2 separate regions of the Ovis aries genome follow, and region 2 is linked to region 1. A link is a contact called in public Hi-C data. All regions are on one chromosome and are shown on one strand. Each heading gives the region's core, a stretch centred on a gene start, on an enhancer-like site or on the middle of the called end of the contact. The rest is flanking DNA. Distances are from core to core; before and after follow the strand shown. Region 1 holds the start of HOMER1 (homer scaffold protein 1). Region 2 has its middle 120 kb from the start of MTX3.

The links. A called contact is a pair of places that touch in the nucleus more often than the background predicts.
Region 2: a contact with region 1 is called in a Hi-C map of liver, with 3 times the contacts expected there. The contact joins the enhancer-like site here to the promoter of HOMER1 in region 1. A contact is called at or near these places in 4 of 16 Hi-C or Micro-C datasets (blood, liver and tail adipose tissue).

Annotation. Positions count from the first base shown.
Region 1 is chr7:10,527,531-10,533,136 of ARS-UI_Ramb_v3.0, reverse strand. HOMER1 (homer scaffold protein 1) reads left to right here and starts at 2,381. Exons shown (of 9, transcript XM_060418526.1): 1 at 2,381-2,665. The coding sequence starts at 2,523.
Region 2 is chr7:10,805,441-10,811,046 of ARS-UI_Ramb_v3.0, reverse strand. No RefSeq gene overlaps it. Among named protein-coding and RNA genes, the nearest start is that of MTX3, 120 kb to the left of the region's middle. Within about 2 kb of position 3,191, at least 3 of the 54 cell types and tissues checked have an H3K27ac peak or open chromatin away from gene starts, as enhancers often do. A contact at or near this core is called in liver, where this site is marked.

The DNA of each region.
Region 1 (5,606 bases), core at 1,132-3,631:
CAGCAATTTTACTGAAACACAGCCACATTTTTTGGTGTATGGATTGTATAAATCACCCATTTGTGTGTATGTGTAAAGTTTTATTGAAACATAGCCAAGCTTACATGTATTGTCTTGTGGTTGCTTTAGTGTTGCTAGGGTGGACTTGAGCACTTGCAAAAGAAACCATATAGTCCCCAGAGCCTCACATGTTTACTATTTGGCCTTTCGCAAACAACAACAGAAAAACCGTGCTGACTCCTGATCTAAAAACCGCCTGAGAGATCTCCTATTGTAGTGTGCCCAGTAGAAAGATAAAGGAAACCACATAGGTAATTTTAAATTTCCTAGTAACTACGTTTTAAACAGGAAAAGAAACAGACAAAAATAATTTTAGTAATACATCTCATTTAATCCCAAATATTAAAAATATTAGTATTCAACATGTCATTAATGTAAAAGTGATATTATGAGATATTTTACATTTTATAGTACTAAGTCTTTGAAATTATACAGATATTTTATACTTACAGATAATTTTAATTTGAACTTGTGCTCAGTAACCACATCTGTAAATAATGACTATCTTACTGGACCAAATCCATCAGTTTATAGTTGAAGAAATTGGTCCAGAGAAGTTACTAGTTTAAAGTCACGTAGTGGAAGAATCAGCTAACCCCCAGCTCTCCTTGTTCCTAGGCAGGTGGTCCTTCTGCACCATATTGCTTTCAGTCTTGTTGTTTGTTTACTAGAAGAGCTATGATAAGATGATCTCGTTCCTAATTTGGTACAAGCTTTAATAAGTCGTGTGACTATAGGATAGTTCTTAACTTCCCAGGGTTTTCATTTCCTCATCTCTAAAAGCCTTGGACGGAGTGATCTTTTAAGCTCTAATTTTACGTGATCGTCAAACATGTGGGTCTGAAAATCAGAATACACTGCAGTCATTTTGCCCAAGAATTCTGTTTCTAAGAAGCTGTACCCAGCTATGAACTCAAGACCATGTAGGTTGTCACTGTAACTTAAAGTCTTTAGAGGCCAGGATTTTAGATAATTCATCCATACAAATTTACCTGTCAGTAACGAGAAACAAGCCTAAAGCCTGATACACTTGACACAGAGTCCCTCACAACAATGTTATGTTCTCAGGAAATTTTGGAGATGAGCCAAGAAGGCTGTTGCTGAGCATTGAAAAATCGAAGAAGGGACTGGTGTTAAGGCCCATCTGGGGTGGCAGGAAGATTGCCTTTCTCTGCTAACCAGCACCAGAGTCTGTCACCAGTGACAGGAGGGAAGGGCAGTAAGGAATCTGGTATAAAACACACGAGAAATTAGAGACTTGTGATCATGATTAGAAAATCAAATATTATTTTGCAATACCAAACTTTATAACAGAATCAACAGTATTAAATTTGCACTCCAAATCAGAAAAGAAACAAAACAGTGTAGGAGAAAGCTTTAGAAATGGAAGCAGACAGGAACCAAAGAGAAATAGATCTTTTTTTATACGTTTGCCTAAAACCAGTGGTGTTTGCTTTTAAACTTACTCACATCTTGTCCTTCGCTCACAATAGAAAAATCTTTCTTTCCTTCCAGAGATTGGAGAAGATTGCAGTAAAGGGCAAAATGTATGTGTGTCCTCTGGGATTAGACAGTGGAGACGATTGTAGTAGAGGGCAAAAGGTATGTGTGTCCTTTCGGGTTAGATCCTCCATTCAAAAATGACGGGACCTTAAAAATTATATGGCCTTCGCAACAAGTTTGTGCCTTAATTTCCTCCTCTGTAAAATAGGTATAACAATGGTGCTTTTTACGTGGGACTGAAGACTAAATGAGGCAATATGGAAAAAGGTTTTAGCAAAATGAGTATCATATATCAAGTGCTCAGTTAATCTTAGCTACTATTCTCATTCTGACAATAGCATTCAAGAAGCAGAAAGGAGCTACCAGTGTGCTATGCTACGCCTGCAAGTGGCTGTTGGTGACTCCTGGCTGCTCTGCCACGTTTCTCTCACACACACACATGTATAGGCTGCGCCGGGTATTCGTTGCTACCTGTGGCTTCCTCTAGTTGCAGGGAGTAGGGGCTACTCTTTGTCTTGCTGTGGAGTAAGGACTCTAGAGGGTGCAGGCTCAGTAGCTGCAAGACACCGGCTTCTCTAACTGCCTGAAGCAGGCTTAGTTGCCCCGTGGCTTGTGGGATCTTAGTTCCCCAATCAGGGATCGAACTTCGTCCCCTGCATCGGAAGGCCAATTCTTAACTATTAGACCACCGGGGAAGTCCCTTGTCCGTATTAAATTGTGTGCAGAGATAATGATGTAGTCTGGCAGTCCCACTGAGGTCTGTGTTATTAATGTGTCAAGGTCAGTGACAGGGCAGGACACAGTGCCCGGAAATCTCACTGGGCATTTTGCTTTCGTTACCTGCTAGGTACTCTTGCCTGGAAACTCCCATGGTCGGGGGGGAGCCTGCTGGGCTGCAGTCCATGGGGTTGCACAGAGTCAGACATGACTGAGCGACTTCACTTTCACTTTTCACTTTCATGCATTGGAGAAAGAAATGGCGACCCACTCCAGTGTTCTTGCCTGGAGAATCCCAGGGACGGGGAAGGGCTGCCGTCTATGGGATCGCACAGAGTCGAACACGACTGAAGCGACTTAGCAGCAGCAGCAGCAGCAGCAGCAGGTAAGTTTGTCAGAATTCTAATGCTGAGTTTTGCTTCTTTATGGCAGAGTTTCATTTTGATATGCTTGTGCTTTATTAGCTGACTTTAGAACGGTTTGGTTAATCTTCCTTCTCTCTGGTGGGAGGAAAATATATATATGGTGTGTGTGTGTGAGAGTTTAAGTGGCTTCAGGCTTACTTCCCATATTGGGAAACTTGCCCTCAGTACCAAGAGAGTCTATGAAACAGTCCTTCAGCATTTGTGCAGCAAGCAGAAAAGAGGTGGATTCCCTTCCCAGCTGACTCATTGATCATGGTTTCTGCTGAATGGATTCAACTCAACAAATTTGGAATCACTGGTCAGAGACCAAGGTGAAAGTCCTGGGTGTTCTTTCCTGGGACTTTTATCAAGGAAAATTCAGCCCCTTAGATAGAATAGCAGGTTGGTTTTGAACCAGTCATCAGCGACAGTAATTATCATCCCTGTTTTACTAAACTGAGGGGTCATGAGGTTAAGTAACTTCCCACACACACGTTACTCACACAGCAAGTCAAAGGCAGAGCCTGAGATCAAACTTTGGCAGTCTGGCACCTGAGTCTGTGCCTTTATTTCCCTCTTCCACCTGTCTGCAAGTTAGGAGGTGCCTTTTTATTTTGACCAACTTTTTCGATAGAACTTTCAAATATGCAGATTTAAAAGTCTCTTTTGTTGAATCAAAATGACTTACAATAATTGATTTTAATGCTAAGGTGATTTGTACTCGTAAAAATTTTTTGATTTATTATTAGTTCCTTCAAAATTATTATAGAATTATAATATATTTTATTTCGTGACTGAACAATGAGACAGATGGTAGGAGGCACCCTTTTCCGCCCCTTATCTTCCCGTTGTGCTCCTAGTCATCCCTAAAAACCCAGGCGTCCACTACTTCCTCTGCTACTCCTGCAACAATACAGGCACTCATAACTGCACTCATCACTCTGCGTTGCGATTATTTGAGTATCTTTTATGACCCCTGCTCAGCAGGACAGGATCGATATTTTTCTTCATGTGAGCACTTGTGTAATAAAGTCAACAAAGAACAAATGTTCACTGAACTGTATTTGAGGAAAACATTTCAATAGCTTTCTTTTATGTGAAGTGCCTTTTTTGGCTGATCAGGAAATTTTAATATGAGGGAAATTTCTGGAATTACATGAACACTAATTTTCTTATAAAATTTCTCTTGTTTGAAACACCGAGTGTGAAAAAATGTAGAGTAACTTACCTGCGTTTATTCTAAAGAACTGTAGTCTTTGCATCATGGCATATTTGTAACCCATTCTTCGAACACTAATAACCTTGTGGCTATTCATGCTTATTTACTGTTCACTCTAAAATCTTTTTGACTCAAAGTTTTTAAGAGTTACATGGGATCAACTCGAAATCAACAAATGTATCCTTGCTTTTTTATTTTGCTTTCTACACACTGTCATCCCTCATTATAATTCTATGAAGTGAATGTCACTGTACACAGTATAAAATGTTTTGCATATATGTAAACACCAGAACCTAGGAGTGCTGTGTCGTAGCACAATTATACAAGTAGAAGCAAATACATTTATGCAACATAATGTAAACAGTTCACTGTTTTTTTGCAAGAATAAAAGCAAAATAATTATGTTGAATAGTCTTTAATTAAAATTAGTTGAAAACAAGTATAGCTCTATTATATTATGTTGTAACTCACCTAGCAGTCAATTTCTTCAGCTTTTCAAATCCACCAATGTATGTAATTTTAGCTGTTAAAAGTGTTACTTATTTAGCTTGAATTAAAGCAAAACTTAAGCTTATGCTATCTATTGACTGGTTTCTTAAGTAACTGTATTTTAAATTAAAGTTTGAAGTTTATTTATGCCATTCTCAAATGATTAGATGTGATTTCATATGTTTAAATTATAAACATATTGGTGTTTACAATATTCTTTATTATAAGCAGTATGGATCCTGGATCTCAGATTTCCTAGGAGGCTTCTAGGAACTTGTGGTAAATACTTACTAGAGGATATGAGCTTTCATTTTCTATTTTAATCTTTATTCTTTTAGAAAGAGATATTATTTAATTCTCCTATATTTACATTTTCATATGATATTGCAGAAGAGACAGTGAATTTATGGAACCTAACTTCCAAATTCCAAAAGACATTTTATATTGTGAATCTTTGCCTATAATGAAAGTCTATTGAACCAGCTGAAGCAGTCACAGGATACCGAAAGAACAATTTCCTCTCTTATACTACATTTATAACTAGTTTTGAAGATTTCAAAGAGACAATCTAGAACCAAACTATTTTTGCAAATAGTCTTGAAGAAATTTTTCTCTCATGTGCATGCTTTCATGTGTAAAAGGAAACCATAACTTTTGTGAAATCATCTTGCTTTTCAAATGTATGTTTGTGTTTAAGTGTGTGGCTTGCCCAGTTTAAAAACCACAAGGGGAAAATTATTTAATGGCGTGCAACCACACAGACTTCACAGACTGAGATTTTCTTGTTTTGTGTGTCTGCATGAGATTTGTTTTGCATACTGCTAAATATCCAGAAAAATTTTAATAGCAATTATGGTTTTCTCTATATTCAGCCATCATCCAGGCATTTTAACAGGTGTGGGAATGGACAAACGAAGGAAATGTAATCTTTCATCTCTGAAGTGCCTGAATCTTTCAAATGCCTCCCCTGGCAAGCAGTTCACACTCTTGGTGCTTTGCTCCAGCAAACAGCAAAGCTAACTTTGGTCACTACCAGCGCTTCCTTTTGTGCAAGTCCAAGTTGACCCTGTTCGACTTATGTTCCAGCCATTTGTGCCGGTTTCTCTCTGGGGCTTAGAGTGCATTCAACAGACATGCGGGCCTTTGATTTATTGGTCACAAACAAAACCTAAAACTCTTCCAAGAGGATAAAACTCATCTTTGTTTCAGCTTAT
Region 2 (5,606 bases), core at 1,942-4,441, 280 kb before region 1:
GGTTGCAGAGCTGGACACAACTTAGAGACGGAACAACAACAATGGCAACATGTTACTTGAAGTAGTAAAATATTACCTCTAAGCAGACAAAATTGCACTCATCTCACACGCTAGTAAAGTAATGCTCAAAATTCTTCAAGCCAGGCTTCAGCAATATGTGAACCGTGAACTTGCAGATGTTCAAGCTGGTTTTAGAAAAGGCAGAGGAACCAGAGATCAAATTGCCAACATCCGCTGGATCATGGAAAAAGCAAGAGAGTTCCAGAAAACATCTATTTCTGCTTTATTGACTATGCCAAAGCCTTTGACTGTGTGGATCACAATAAGCTGTGGAAAATTCTGAAAGAGATGGAAATACCAGACCACCTGACCGGCCTCTTGAGAAATCTGTATGCAGGTCAGGAAGCAACTGCAGGTCAGTTAGAACTGGACATGGAACAACAGACTGGTTCCAAATAGGAAAAGGAGTACGTCAAGGCTGTATATTGTCACCCTGCTTATTTAACTTATATGCAGAGTACATCATGAGAAACGCTGGACTGGAAGAAGCACAAACTGGAATCAAGATTGCTGGGAGAAATATCAATAACCTCAGATATGCAGATGACACCACCCTTATGGCAGAAAGTGAAGAGGAACTAAAAGCCTCTTGATGAAAGTGAAAGAGGAGAGTGGAAAAGTTGGCTTAAAATTTAACATTCAGAAAGCAAAGATCATGGGATCCAGTCCCATCACTTCATGGGAAATAGATGGGGAAACAGTGGAAACAGTGCCAGACTTTATTTTTGGGTCTCCAAAATCACTGCAGATGGTGACTGCAGCCATGAAATTAAAAGACGCTTACTCCTTGGAAGAAAAGCTATGACCAACCTAGACAGCATATTCAAAAGCAGAGACATTACTTTGCCGACTAAGGTCCGTCTAGTCAAGGCTATGGTTTTTCCAGTAGTCATGTATGGATGTGAGAGTTGGACTGTGAAGAGGGCTGAGCACCAAAGAATTGATGCTTTTGAACTGTGGTGTTGGAGAAGACTCTTGAGAGTCCCTTGGACTGCAAGGAGATCCAGTCCATTCTGAAGGAGATCAGCCCTGGGATTTCTTTGGAAGGAATGATGCTGAAGCTGAAACTCCAGTACTTTGGCCACCTCATGCGAAGAGTTGACTCATTGGAAAAGACTCTGATGCTAGGAGGGATCAGGGGCTGGAGGAGAAGGGGACGACCGAGGATGAGATGGCTGGATGGCATCACTGACTCAATGGACGTGAATCTGAGTGAACTCCGGGAGTTGGTGATGGACAGGGAGGCCTGGCGTGCTGCGATTCATGGGGTCGCAGAGAGTCGGACACGACTGAGTAACTGAACTGAACTGAGACAAAATGTCCATATATTATATATGATAAAATTATATACTATATATAATTCATATATATATAAATTGCTTATATGGTAAGTCCTAAAGCACCACAGTGGCACCCCACTCCAGCACTCTTGCCTGGAGACTCCCACGGATGGAGGAGCCTGGTGGGCTGCAGTCCATGGGGTCGCTAAGAGTCGGACAGGACTGAGTGACTTCATTTTCACTTTTCACTTTCATGCATTGGAGAAGGAAATGGCAACCCACTCCAGTGTTCTTGCCTGGAGAATCCCAGGGACGGGGGAGCCTGGTCGGCTGCCGTCTATGGGGTCGCACAGAGTCGGACACAACTGAAGCGACTTAGCAGCAAAGCACCACTAAAACTAAAAAACTAAACAAAATCAAAAATGTCAAAGGCAAGAAGCCAACAGAAAAACTGAAATGGATACTTTTAATTCAAATTGAAGTTAATCAATAATATTAAATATCCAAACACTCTAAAGTGAAAGTCACGTGTGACTCTTTGCAACAGTCCATGGAATTCTCCAGGCCAGAATACTGGGGTGGGTAGCCGTTTCCTTCTCCAGGGGATCTTCCCAACCCAGGGATTGAACCCACGTCTCCTGCATTGCTGGCAGGTTCTTTACCAGCTGAGACACAAGGGAAGCCTAAGAACACTGGAGTGGGTAATCTATCCCTTCACTGGCGGATCTTCCAGACCCAGGAATCAAACCAGGGTCTCCGGCACTGCAGGCAGATTCGTTACCAACTGAGCTATCAGCGAAGCCCGAAAGCAACATAACAGAAGATGTAAAATAGAGGAACAAAAATTAGGGTGGAAAACAAAACACGAGAAATCCACTTTAAACGTAAAAGCAGAGATAGGTTACAAGTAAAAGGATGGAGAAAAGTATCCTGTACTGGACTGGCTGTACTATCATCAGACAAAGCAGATTCAGAGCAAGAACTATTTCAGAGATAAAGAGGGACATTTCATGAAAACAAAGAGCTCAATTTGCCAAGAAGATATAGCAATCTTAAATGTGTACACCCCTAACAACAGAATTTCAAAATATGCGAAGCAAACACTCAAAGGAATGAAAAGATAGAGCCACAGTTACAGGTGGAGATGTCTGCACGCTTCTCTCAGTAATCAATTACTGAGATTAGACAGATTAGCCAGAACAATTAGCCAGAAGACCAGCAAGCTCACAGAAGAACAACAACATGACCAGCCATCTTGACCTGAATGATATTTCTATGGAACACTTTACCCAATGGCACAATACATCTTCTTTCCAAACGCACGTGGAGCATTCACCACAACAAATCATATTCCACACCACAAAGAAACCTTAGCAAACGTAAAAAATTGAAAGCCAGCTGTATTCTCTGAACATAGTTGAGTTAATCTAGAAATCAGTAACAGAAAGATACTTGGAAAATGCTAGTATTTTTCATCAGTAGAGTATCTGTATGTTTACATATTACTTTTCTCTTTTGTATACTTGAAATTTTCATAGTAAAACGTAAACTAAAACTTTAAATGTTTAAACTAGTACAGAAGGATAGCTTGGTGAGAATTAAAATAATGAGAACCCCTTCTTACGACTAGATTGTTACCGGAGACCCTGGTAAAACTCACAGGAGAGACGGGGCAGATGGGAGGAACATGAAGACCCCTCCTAAACTCTCCCCCCAAATCAGCAATACTCAAGAACATCATAGAATTGTCAATAGCAAATGAAACCTGCAATGTAGACTGTTAAGTTGCGAAACATAAGCCGTGGTTTTGGTTGTCTGTGACCTTTGGTAAAGGTCGATAATACAGGAAAACGTTTCATGAGTAATATTGATTCAGCCCATGGAGAACATCTCCTGCTTCGGCTCACAGCTCCGCCCACTCCTTGCCCCTCAACATGAAATATCTTGGTCAAGTTCCATCTAAGCTTAGCAGCCACAGCTATTTTCAGGGCATGGTAATGAGCAGACCCTGAGTCCCAGCTGTGGGAATATGGGCACAACATCTGACTGCTCAGCCTCGGTTTTCCTATCTGGGAACTACAGGCAATTAACCCCCTTAACAAAGACTGTGAGGATGAAAGAAGATAATTGGTACGGAAATACTGTCAGCAGGAAAAGCACCTCACAAATGATTTATTGCTACAGACACCAGTCTCGTGATATCAAGCTGGTGCTCACCTTGGATCAGTTTCCATCATCCTCCGAGAAATGGTGTGACCTGAGTCAGTGAGTCACCCTTACTACAGGAAGGGCAGAGATGGCCAGCTGACCACGCAGGTCCCTGCTCCCCATCCCATAGTGAAGAGCTGGTGCTAGAAAGTGGCTGGCCAGCCAGAAACTGCATTTCCCAGCACCCTTGGCATCCATGTGTGACCAAGGGTCTAGTTCTTGCCACTGAAGCTGACGTGCTTCCTCTTTGCTCTTTTCTCTCCTGCTAGCTGGCCAAACATGTAGGGAAAATGACCAGAACCAGCTAATGGGCAGCCACAAGGCAGGAAGACCCCGAGCCCCTGAGTCAGCACAGGGAAGCAGAGGCATCCAGTCACCTGTCTAGGGCCATCACAAGAACACTCAGTAAGCACCCATGATGTTGACACATGCCTTTCTGGAACATGCAATAAAGAAGTTGGGATGACCTTAACAAGGCTACATGATGCTTCTAGGTTTAATTCCTCTGCCAAGCTTTTGTGGTCGTAGTCATGGTCCCAAGGTAATCTGTGCCTCAGTTACCTCACAAGTATGAATGGTAACAGTTCTTGTTGTGAACTCTGGCCTGTTGTGAGAGTTAACTGAGGTCATGCATACAAGGTGCCAATGTCCAATAAATGTTGAGTGGTAAAGAATCTGCCTGCAATGCAGGAGACGGAAGAGACGCTGGTTCGATCCCTGGGACAGGAAGATCTCCTGGAGTAGGAAATGGCAACCCACTCCAATATTCTTTCCTGGAAAATCCCATGAACAGAGGCGCCTGGCAGGTGACAGCGTACAGCATCACAGAGGCAGACACAACTGGGCGCACACACACACAAACACTATTATTATTAACAGCATAGAATTACCAAGCCTTTTTAGAAAATTCATTCATTCCAGAAAAAATGTCTAACTCTGTAGCTTGTCTCCACGTGGCTCGCCATTATACACATATCAAACATTTTCCAAAGAAACTTTTTTCAGGATCTTAGCATTTTTCCTGGACAGTTTTTAATCTTTATTTGAACACAGTTAACTGGCAAATCGCCAAGTCTGAAGTTTAAAGCTCAGCTTATACCTGAAGGGTCGTGTGTATGGATTTAATGATCGTTTGTAACTTGACCAACAATTTCTTAGAAGCCTCGCTAACCTGCCGACTCCAGGGTGTGGTCAAGAAGTCAAGGATGCGGTGGTCATACAGCGGCAAGTCCGACTGTCACCAGCAGAGGGCACTGCTGCGACAAACTGCTGCCACTTTTGAAGACGCCTTCGGGCCTTCAGAGTCTTTCCATCATCAATAATTGTTTTGGTTTTTTTCCCCCTCTCATTTTCATTCCTTGCCCTTAGAACAATGGCCATGATATTTCAGAAAACTCTGGTTATCTTCAGTTGTGCTCAGGTTTTACAGACCTCCTGAGTCTCTCGGTGGTCACTGACTCTGGTGTGGCTGAATGTAACATCAGGAGACGCCGTGCTCCCGGAATCCCAGTCACTTGACTCCCACCTGGTTTCTGCACAGGATTCCACTCCAGTTCTCCCACCCATCGCAGACTCCGGGGATCAGTCCCATTAACTCAGTCATTCTCAACCATGTGTGGGAGATGGGTGGGGTGTAGCATTTCAGAGTCTGGTGTGAAGTGTGCTGCAAACACATGTGCCCGGGTCTCACCCCGGAGCTTCTGGATGCGATGCTGGGGTGGGTGGCGCTTTGAGGCATCTCCTGGGGTGGGAGGTCTGACAAGCACTCCCACTGCCGCCCTGCGCACCACTGGTGTCGTTAATGAGGCCCCAGCTGAGGCAAAGGGCAGGAGAGGAGAGGAGGGCCCCGGGTGGGTGGAGTTGGCATGACTCAGTGATTGGTTGGTGCTTTACTCTCGTCGTTTTTCCCCACAGGGAAAATCTGAAACCCACTCACTCCCAACAGGTGAGTCCCCTCTTTCTTAACTGAGAAAATGAAAGCTCTCCAACTAGCCCGCCCTCCTCATCAACACTCGGAGCTCTTATCCGCATTCTCAGTGGGAGCTCTTATCCGCATTC